3 separate regions of the Gossypium hirsutum genome follow, and all the other regions are linked to region 2. The links are chromatin contacts, called in public Hi-C maps. All regions are on one chromosome and are shown on one strand. Each heading gives the region's core, a stretch centred on a gene start, on an enhancer-like site or on the middle of the called end of the contact. The rest is flanking DNA. Distances are from core to core; before and after follow the strand shown. Region 1 holds the start of LOC107886632 (probable inactive receptor kinase At1g27190). Region 2 holds the start of LOC107886628 (pyruvate dehydrogenase E1 component subunit alpha, mitochondrial). Region 3 holds the start of LOC107886631 (TORTIFOLIA1-like protein 4).

Region 1 (2,700 bases), core at 189-2,688, 150 kb after region 2:
GTTCAAATCTTATACAATGCTTCTTTTAATCTTTTAATTCTATTTCATTATCCATGTTTGAAATTTATAATTGCTTTTAGTAATAATGTGGTTTCTACGGGCTATTCATAAGTTATTACATAGGAATTAGAAGGTTCGTATCCGTCATACTTCAAAAGTGCACAATAAAGTTACAGATTTTATGACCAAACATGATGCTATAATATTCACAAGTATCAAAGTGTTCTTCACACATCCTCAAATTATGCGTAGTTTAATTCAAAAAGATACATTAAACTTTTAATTTTATATTTTTTTATTGTAATTGTTTAGTGTTGTTGTTGTTTTTTTTTTCATTTATAGCAGTATAGATATATAAAATCAATAATATATAAAATATAAAATATAGTAAAAAGATACGTGTAGGCTAATTTGGCAGCACATTGCCATAACACTGATTCCATTTTGGAGAGTGGGTTGACTATAGAAAGAAACATTGTTTTGATTAAATATGGTGGATTTCAACGTCCAAACTTTACACCATTAATTGCATTGCCACTTTTACTACTTCATTCCATTTAATCCAATCAATTGTGAAAGAGCACCCACTGACTTACATGGAGTTTTATGATTTTTCATCCTTTTTTAATAAAAAGAGGCTTTTACGCCAAGGGATTCTCCCATCATATCATACGTTTTTCGGTTGTCTATGTTCGTCTTTCTTAGTGCTACAAACGACATTCGGTCCCATTATATATAATCAATTAAACCAAACTTATTAGTTGATTGATTTAATAGTAATTAATCGGAAAGGCTAGAAAATATTAATATACTAACAATCTGTGACTTTGACGGCCTCCATGGGATTTACCCAACACTGGGCCTCTTAATTACTAAATGGACTCAGCCCAACCTTTATTTATAGCAATAATCAACTTTTTTATTTTTTATCATTAAAAGGGAGGCAATTTATTTTTTAAAATTAGTGTGTATTGGAATTTAATTTTTTAAATTTTTTAATTTCAAAATTCTGATTAAACTATTAAATTTTTTAATTTTTTATTAAAATAATTTTTAATTACATAATTACTAAATAAATAATTTTTTTAATTCAAAATGTCACAATAAAAAAATCTAATAAAAAAGTTGACGATATTAACAGTTAAATTTAAACTTTAAAATTTAAAAAATAAAGAGCTAAATACAGGAGCCAGGAGGTATATACGCGCATTTTAACCCCCAAAAAGAAAAAAAGAAAAAAAAAGGGAAAACCGTTTCCCGTTATTCAAGACGTTGAAACTTACAACACAATGATAATATAACGTTACAAAGAGCAGAGGACCGAAAGTTATTATTAAAGAAAAAGAGATAGGGTTATGGGCCCACAATTGACCCAAAACTCGGCAGCATGTTATTTGTCTCAGAATAAGACCCCATCCCTCTCAATCACCTTCGCATTTACAAAACAAATCTTGATGTTGATCTACTTCCCCATGCAATACGGTGCCGCTTTATAGCTAAATCTAAATCTATATACAAAAGTCTTAAGTTTCATTATAATTAATTTATAAGACAACAAGAAAAAGGCTACTAAAATAGGAAAAGACAAAGTCGAACATGAAAATTTCAACTGGCAGTCAAAAAAGCTAAAACAACAACAGCAGCAGCAGCAGCTGCTGAGCTGAGTTGAGCTTAGCTACTCCTTTCTTTTCCCCTTTTTTTCCTCTCTTTCTCTTTGTCTCCAAACAGTCAAATGTCAGCTGCCTATTTCCCTCATCTTCCTCTTCCTCTTCCTCCATTTTGTTTCCTCTTCTAACCGTCATCTCTCACCTCTTTTAACAAGGGAAAACAGAAACCCTAACTCTAACGCAGAGCATCAAGCGGCGCCGGCAGCTCAGCCATGAAGAAGAACATTCTCATTTTGGCGACATCCTTGCTTTTGCTCTTTAATTTCTTGCTCTCTTTCGCCATCGAAGATGACATCGCCTGTCTTGAAGGACTGAAAAAATCCCTTACCGGCGCCGACTCCCCTCTTTCGACCTGGAGCTTCAGCAACCGCTCATCCACCTCCGTTTGCCAGCTCACCGGCGTTTCGTGCTGGAATGAGAAGGAAAACCGAATCATTAGCCTCCACCTCCCTTCCATGAAGCTGTCGGGTCAGCTACCGGACTCTTTGAAGTACTGTCGGAGCCTCCAGATTCTAGATCTTTCTAACAACTCTCTCTCCGGTCCCATTCCTAGCGATATATGCTCTTGGCTTCCTTACCTCGTTCATCTCGATCTCTCTGGTAACCTTTTCTCTGGTTCCATCCCTCTTCAGATTGTCGACTGTAAGTTCCTAAACGACCTCGTTTTATCCGATAACAAATTGTCTGGTTCGATCCCTTACGAGCTAGCTCGGTTGGACCGCCTTAAACGGTTTTCCGTTGCCGGTAACGACTTGTCTGGCTCCATCCCCTCAGATCTAGCCAGATTCGGGGAAGATGGTTTTGATGGTAACCATGGACTTTGTGGGAAACCCTTATCAAAATGCGGTGGATTGAACGCTAAAAATCTGGGAATTATCATAATAGCTGGTGTGACTGGCGCCGCAGTTTCGTTAATCGTCGGTTTCGCCATTTGGTGGTGGTTCTTTCTCCGAGCCGGCGCAGGCGAAAAAAGAAAGAAAAGTTACGATGTGGAGGGCAAAGATGGTAGTAGTTGGATTGAACTGCTGAAATC
Region 2 (2,828 bases), core at 157-2,656:
CATAATAACAATACTAAAGAACCAACAAATTACAACCACTATTTATCTCTCAGCCAACCAAGTCTCACCTTCAAACCAGGAGCATAATCCCCACGTTTGTAGTAAGCAGGACTCTTTGCGGCTCTCCATTCAGCCGTCCCCATACCATCTGTTACATCAAATAAATAAAGTCCACAAAAATTTAATAGACCAATAAAATTTCATTCCAATTCAAATTGCTCACAATGATTATTCTCGCAGACCAAAATTGCAGGCAGATCCCAAAGTGCAGAGATGTTCAAAGCCTCAAACAACTGCCCTTGATTAGCAGCCCCATCACCATATAAAGCAAAGGTGACCGCTTCGTCTTTAGAATACTTTTGGGCAAACGCCAAGCCACATCCTAAAGGAACCTGGGCTCCGACAATCCCGTGACCGCCATAGAAATTTGAATCCTTCTTGTAAAAATGCATCGAACCTCCTTTGCCCCTAGAACATCCAGCCTGGCGTCCCATCAGCTCGGCGAAAACTTCCAGCAGGGTCCCACCGCGAGCGACGAACGTGCAGTGGTCACGATAGGCGGTTATGATACAGTCCTTTTTAGTTATGGAAGCTTCCATGCCGACGGCGACAGCTTCTTGACCGTCGTACAAGTGGCAGAAACCGCGGATGAGCTTGGCCTTGTAGAGTGAATCGGCAGCGATCTCCATCCGACGCATCAGCGCCATGTCCCGGAAGAAGGTGAGGAGCTCCTTGGCATTGGTCTGGACGGAGCGTGAGGGGGTGTCGCACTGGTGAGAGGTGAAAGGAACGGAGGTCTCCACAGTTATGGGAGTGGTATCGGTGGAGATCGGGCGTCGGAGGGAGATGGCAGAGCAGAGGGGTTTCAGAAGATCAGCGGAGCGTGAAGAAGAAGAAGAAGAGGCGAGCCGCGATAGAGCCATGCCCACCGTCGTATTAAGAGATGGCGGTTGATCGGATCTAAAGAGAGAGCGAAGGAAAAAGGAAAGCGAATAAGAGAGTTTGGTATATTTGGTGGAGAGGAATTAAATATTGATTGTTGTAGCGGGGGAGATTTTCAACTCTTCACTGCTTCTAAAGAATTATTTTTAAACATTATTCCATATCCCATTTTAATCGTAATATAATAATCCTTAAATATATCTAATAAGTCAATTAAGTAGCTTTTAATGTAGAGCATCTTTCTATATCTCTCGAAAATTTTATTTTTATTAATAATTTTTATTCTTAAATTGAATTCTAACCAATCAAATTTTTCGATAATTTATAATAATCTCTTTTTTTATTAAATTTAAAAATGTAAATTAGAAGAGATAAATAATAAAATAAGAATAAAATAAGATAATAAAGAAAGCACATTTATTGTATTTCTAGTTATGTAAATGATGGAATTAAAGATTATTGAACAAGGAAAAGTTAAGCATGCAAAAGTAGATATAAATACTTTGACGGTAACCTCTGATGCTGTTGATTGGCCAGCAAAAGGAAAAAACCAAGCAAACCTTAGATGATGTTGACTTGTAGTTGCCATTTATTTTGGTAAAGGAATTGGTGCGGCACTGCACACGGGGTTGGTGGCTTGGCGGCCTGCTTAATACTTTATTCTTATTACCTAACACTCTGAATAGACTGCCTATTTCATTATCCGCTGCCTAAATTAGACAACATATTTCTTATTCTAACTCAATCAATTTAAGGAATAACAATTAATACTAATTTTTATACATAATTGGAATTAATGACTAATTAATTATTTATTGTTATAAATATCTTATTAAGTAGATGTTTATTATGATCAAGGTAAAGTTTTGATATATTTTAAATTCTAATAATTATTAAAATTAGATCTCTACTTCTTTTATACTTCTTATGCCTATAAATAGAGATTATGATGAAGTATTGTAATTATCCATTTGATTAATAAAGTATATTCTCTATTGCTTTCATATTTTCTTTGTTCTTTATTCTCTCTATCTTTCTTTATTTTATAACACGTTATCAGCACGATGATTCTCTATTTTTTCAAAATATTTCGAAGTCGTCCCACAAATCAAATTCTTTTTCACCTTAAACTTCCACCCTTACAACTTCATCTTCAGGATGTTGAAAGATTCAATCTCAGAATAGATACTCGTGATAATAGTCAAGATGATGACAATGATGTTAAAGATTTTCAGATGTATTTTACTATATTTTATTTATTATATCATGTTTATTATAATTGGAGAATAATCATGACAACATGAATGGATAGATTCTGATTTAAAATCCACGCATGTTTACGATGGTGATTATGGAATAAAAAATCAATAGAGGTTGTCCTACTAAATTTGTTACATTCCCTAAAGTGAATGCAAACATAAAGAAAATAAAAGATATAATTAAGGACCACTAAAAGTAGGAACATAGTAATAAATAAGAGAACAATAAGAGTTCTCAAGATAGCTCTTGAAAGGATAAAGAATTTATGTTATCAATGTAATACGAAATATTATTGGCCACATATGTGGCGTATGCCCAAATATTTTGTTTCTGTTAATATTCTTTGAGGAATGATATGAAAATGTAGTAATGAATTCTATCATTACAGATAGAAAATATTTATATTATTTGGTACTGAAACAAACAAATATTATTTCAATATTTGATGGTACAAAATTAGTTGAAAGCTTCAGAAGAGCTAATATATCAATATCTAAAAAGCATAAACTTTGTGATGGTTATTGAATTACTTTTAAAATATATTTGTAATGAATCTCATATTAAAATTGTGAATGAGGAAAATATTATATTTCATATAAAAAAAAGAGATTGAGTTATTAATTTAT
Region 3 (2,965 bases), core at 274-2,773, 130 kb after region 2:
TGAACTTAGGCATGAATTTTTTTGATACCGGATCGGCTCAACCTAATCTAAATTAAAATTAAATAAGTTTAAAATTATTTTTTATATATATTTAATTTAAAAATTATATATTATTATAAATTTATATTTTAATAAAATTTGAAACCGTGAAATAAAATTTTAAAATCAAATTAATAGGTCTATGCATAGTCCAGTCGAAAGCATTATCACGTTTGAAGCAAAGAAACTTTTTTGTTATGCATTTTTGTGAATAGCTTATAATAAATGGACTAAGTTGCAAAGGCTTTGTTTTGGGATGGTAGAACACTAAGTTGATATAATTACAGGTTCCATCACAATGTTTGAAAAAGGATTCGTTTTTGTTCCAAAGAAAATTGGATTGCAAACAAGTCATACATGTTCATCTGATTAAATCCCAGTAAAGACAATGGATATAAGTTTCTTACACCAGCAAAATTATGGTCTAAAAATAAGAAGAAGCTGTTTAGTCTTCAATAATGAGATTAATTAACATATATCTGATAATTGCAGTGAGCTTGCCTGGTACTAATTATTAACATGTAAATAATTGATATTAAGAAATTCATAACAGCATAAGGCCAAGAAGTGCCAACAATTTTATCATTGTTATCATGAAATTAAAAAAAAGAAAATCACATGGAATAGATCTAAATTAATATTTGAGTAATAATATTATTCTTATCCCTTCCCTTTAAATTAGGGGAAAGGTAATGACTATATAATTACTTCTTCTCCAGGTTGTTGTCTCCATGCTTAAATATTTCATCATTTTTATCCCCAATGACACTTAATTTACGGGGTGGATCACCACCATCTCTAATCTTTTTACCCCTAATAATATGAAGCGTAAATTTTGCACAAAGCAAATTTGGAGGTAATGGATAGGGCGTTAACGACAAGAAAAAAATGCAGTGGGTCCTTTGTTTCAAAGCCCAAAATTAGTGGGAGTTAAACGTAAACTTACTCGCCATAATCATGATTATCTATCTCATCACATCCCTTTTTCACTCATATTTTTGGATGGAACTTTGAGTTACCATTTGTATTAAGTATTTGATATCAAAATTAGGAAGAGAGGGTCAAGTCTTGTGCTTATATATTTTCATGTTATGTAGTGAATTTAAAGTTGCTAGATCTAGAAAGTATTGTGCCCATCCACCCCATACTAATAGTCACGTGATTGACTGTTGAATTCAGAACTTTGAACCTTTCTTGTCTCCATTATTCTTTGCCTCCTCACATGCTCACCATTTCATTCAGCTAAGCTCTACTAATCCTAGATTTAACCCTAAATCCATGTGGATAAGTTCACCAGAGAAACAATAATAATAAGGTGTTAAGTCAAAATGGTTACAGTTGGGATGCTCATGTTACCATGTGTCATACCCTTGTTTATTTTATTTTATAGAACTAATTGTTGAAGGATCCTGGCAAATTTTGAGCCTGTACAGATACTAGTAGGCTAACCCTCAATAAATAATGATATTCATACTGATATATGCGTCGTACATATATAGCTGGCATGGGCAACTACTCTTGTCCATGTGATCTTTGACTTGAGCAAATTAGGATTAATTTCTTACTGTCCATTGTAATACTAATACTAATACTAATACGTGACATTACCCTTTGTTCAACAATTTTTTTACTTTTTATATTAATATATTTATGTTTTCTTCCTTAAAAATGTGTAATCTATTTGTTAAACCCGTGAAGCTATTGTTATTGATCGTAGATGATATTAATAATTAATGGAATGGATAAAAGATGCAGTATTATCCTGTGATCCGGTCTTATTGGTTGAATATTTAGGTCCGTTTGATATTGGCGTCGGCACAAATATATATATATATATTAGACACCCATCCTCTCCTGCCGCAATTTCCTAAAATTTCTCCGCCAATTCCAGTTTCCTCTCGAATGCTGCTGCAAGTGTTAGACCCAAAGGTTAGAAGGGGAAGGCGTCGCGGATATCATAGCTTAGCCATAAACAACAATGTCTTCTAAGAATCGGTCACCGCAAAGTCTTCAACAGCAACTGCACGATCTCAAACAACGCGTTTTCACTTGCCTTAACAAACTCGCCGACCGCGACACTCTCGCTCTCGCTTCCGCTGAGCTCGAGTCCATCGCTCGGAACCTGACTGTCGATTCCATCTCTCCCTTCCTCAACTGCCTTCACAATACCGACTCTTCCGCCAAGTCTCCCGTTCGGAGGCAATGTGTAATCCTTTTGACTTTGATGTCTCAGTCGCACGGTAACGTCTTATCTCCCCACCTTTCTAAGATGATTTCCACCCTTGCTCGCCGCCTCCGTGACCCCGACTCCGCCGTCCGGTCCGCTTGTGTCGAGGCAACGACCGCTATGTCGTCTCACATCACGAAGCCTCCATTTTCTGTTTTGTCGAAGCCTTTGATCGAAATGCTCGTGGTGGAGCAAGACGTTAACTCGCAGATCGGTGCGGCGATGTGTTTGTCCGCGGCGATCGAGGCGGCGCCGGATCCCGAGACGGAGCAGCTTAAGAAGGTGTTGCCGAAGTTGGGGAAGTTAGTGAGGAGCGAGAGTTTCAAAGCGAAAGCGGCGGTGTTTGGAGTTATTGGAAACGTCGCTAGTGTTGGCGGTGCCGGAAGTAAAGGAGTCCTGGATTGGTTTGTGCCATGCGCGGTGGAGTCTTTGAGTAGCGAAGACTGGGGAACGAGAAAGGCGGCGGCGGACGCGTTAGGGAAGGTGGCTATGGCGGAGAAAGAACTGGCAGCTGAGTATAAAGCGGCGTGTGTGACCGCTCTTGGCAATAAGAGGTTTGATAAGGTGCATCCATTTCTATCTTTGCTCAGTAACCATTTAATAATTTATATTTTTCCCCGATAAGGAAATTAGAGGGAAAAAAACATTGCTCATCATTTTTAATAAATTTTGTTGTTACAGGTAAAGATTGTCCGAGAA

What was found. Hi-C and Micro-C count contacts between places; a contact is called where the count stands out from the background.
Region 1: a Hi-C map of leaf shows a contact between it and region 2, with 2.7 times the contacts expected there. The contact joins the promoter of LOC107886632 here to the promoter of LOC107886628 in region 2. A contact is called at or near these places in 3 of 34 Hi-C or Micro-C datasets (callus and leaf).
Region 3: a Hi-C map of leaf shows a contact between it and region 2, with 2.2 times the contacts expected there. The contact joins the promoter of LOC107886631 here to the promoter of LOC107886628 in region 2. A contact is called at or near these places in 4 of 34 Hi-C or Micro-C datasets (callus and leaf).

What each region holds. Positions count from the first base shown.
Region 1 is chrA03:101,569,718-101,572,417 of Gossypium_hirsutum_v2.1, forward strand. LOC107886632 (probable inactive receptor kinase At1g27190) reads left to right here and starts at 1,439. Exons shown (of 1, transcript XM_016810656.2): 1 at 1,439-2,700. The coding sequence starts at 1,880.
Region 2 is chrA03:101,420,533-101,423,360 of Gossypium_hirsutum_v2.1, forward strand. LOC107886628 (pyruvate dehydrogenase E1 component subunit alpha, mitochondrial) reads right to left here and starts at 1,407. Exons shown (of 8, transcript XM_016810651.2): 1 at 224-1,407; 2 at 69-148. The coding sequence starts at 923.
Region 3 is chrA03:101,549,246-101,552,210 of Gossypium_hirsutum_v2.1, forward strand. LOC107886631 (TORTIFOLIA1-like protein 4) reads left to right here and starts at 1,524. Exons shown (of 5, transcript XM_016810655.2): 1 at 1,524-2,830; 2 at 2,948-2,965. The coding sequence starts at 2,018.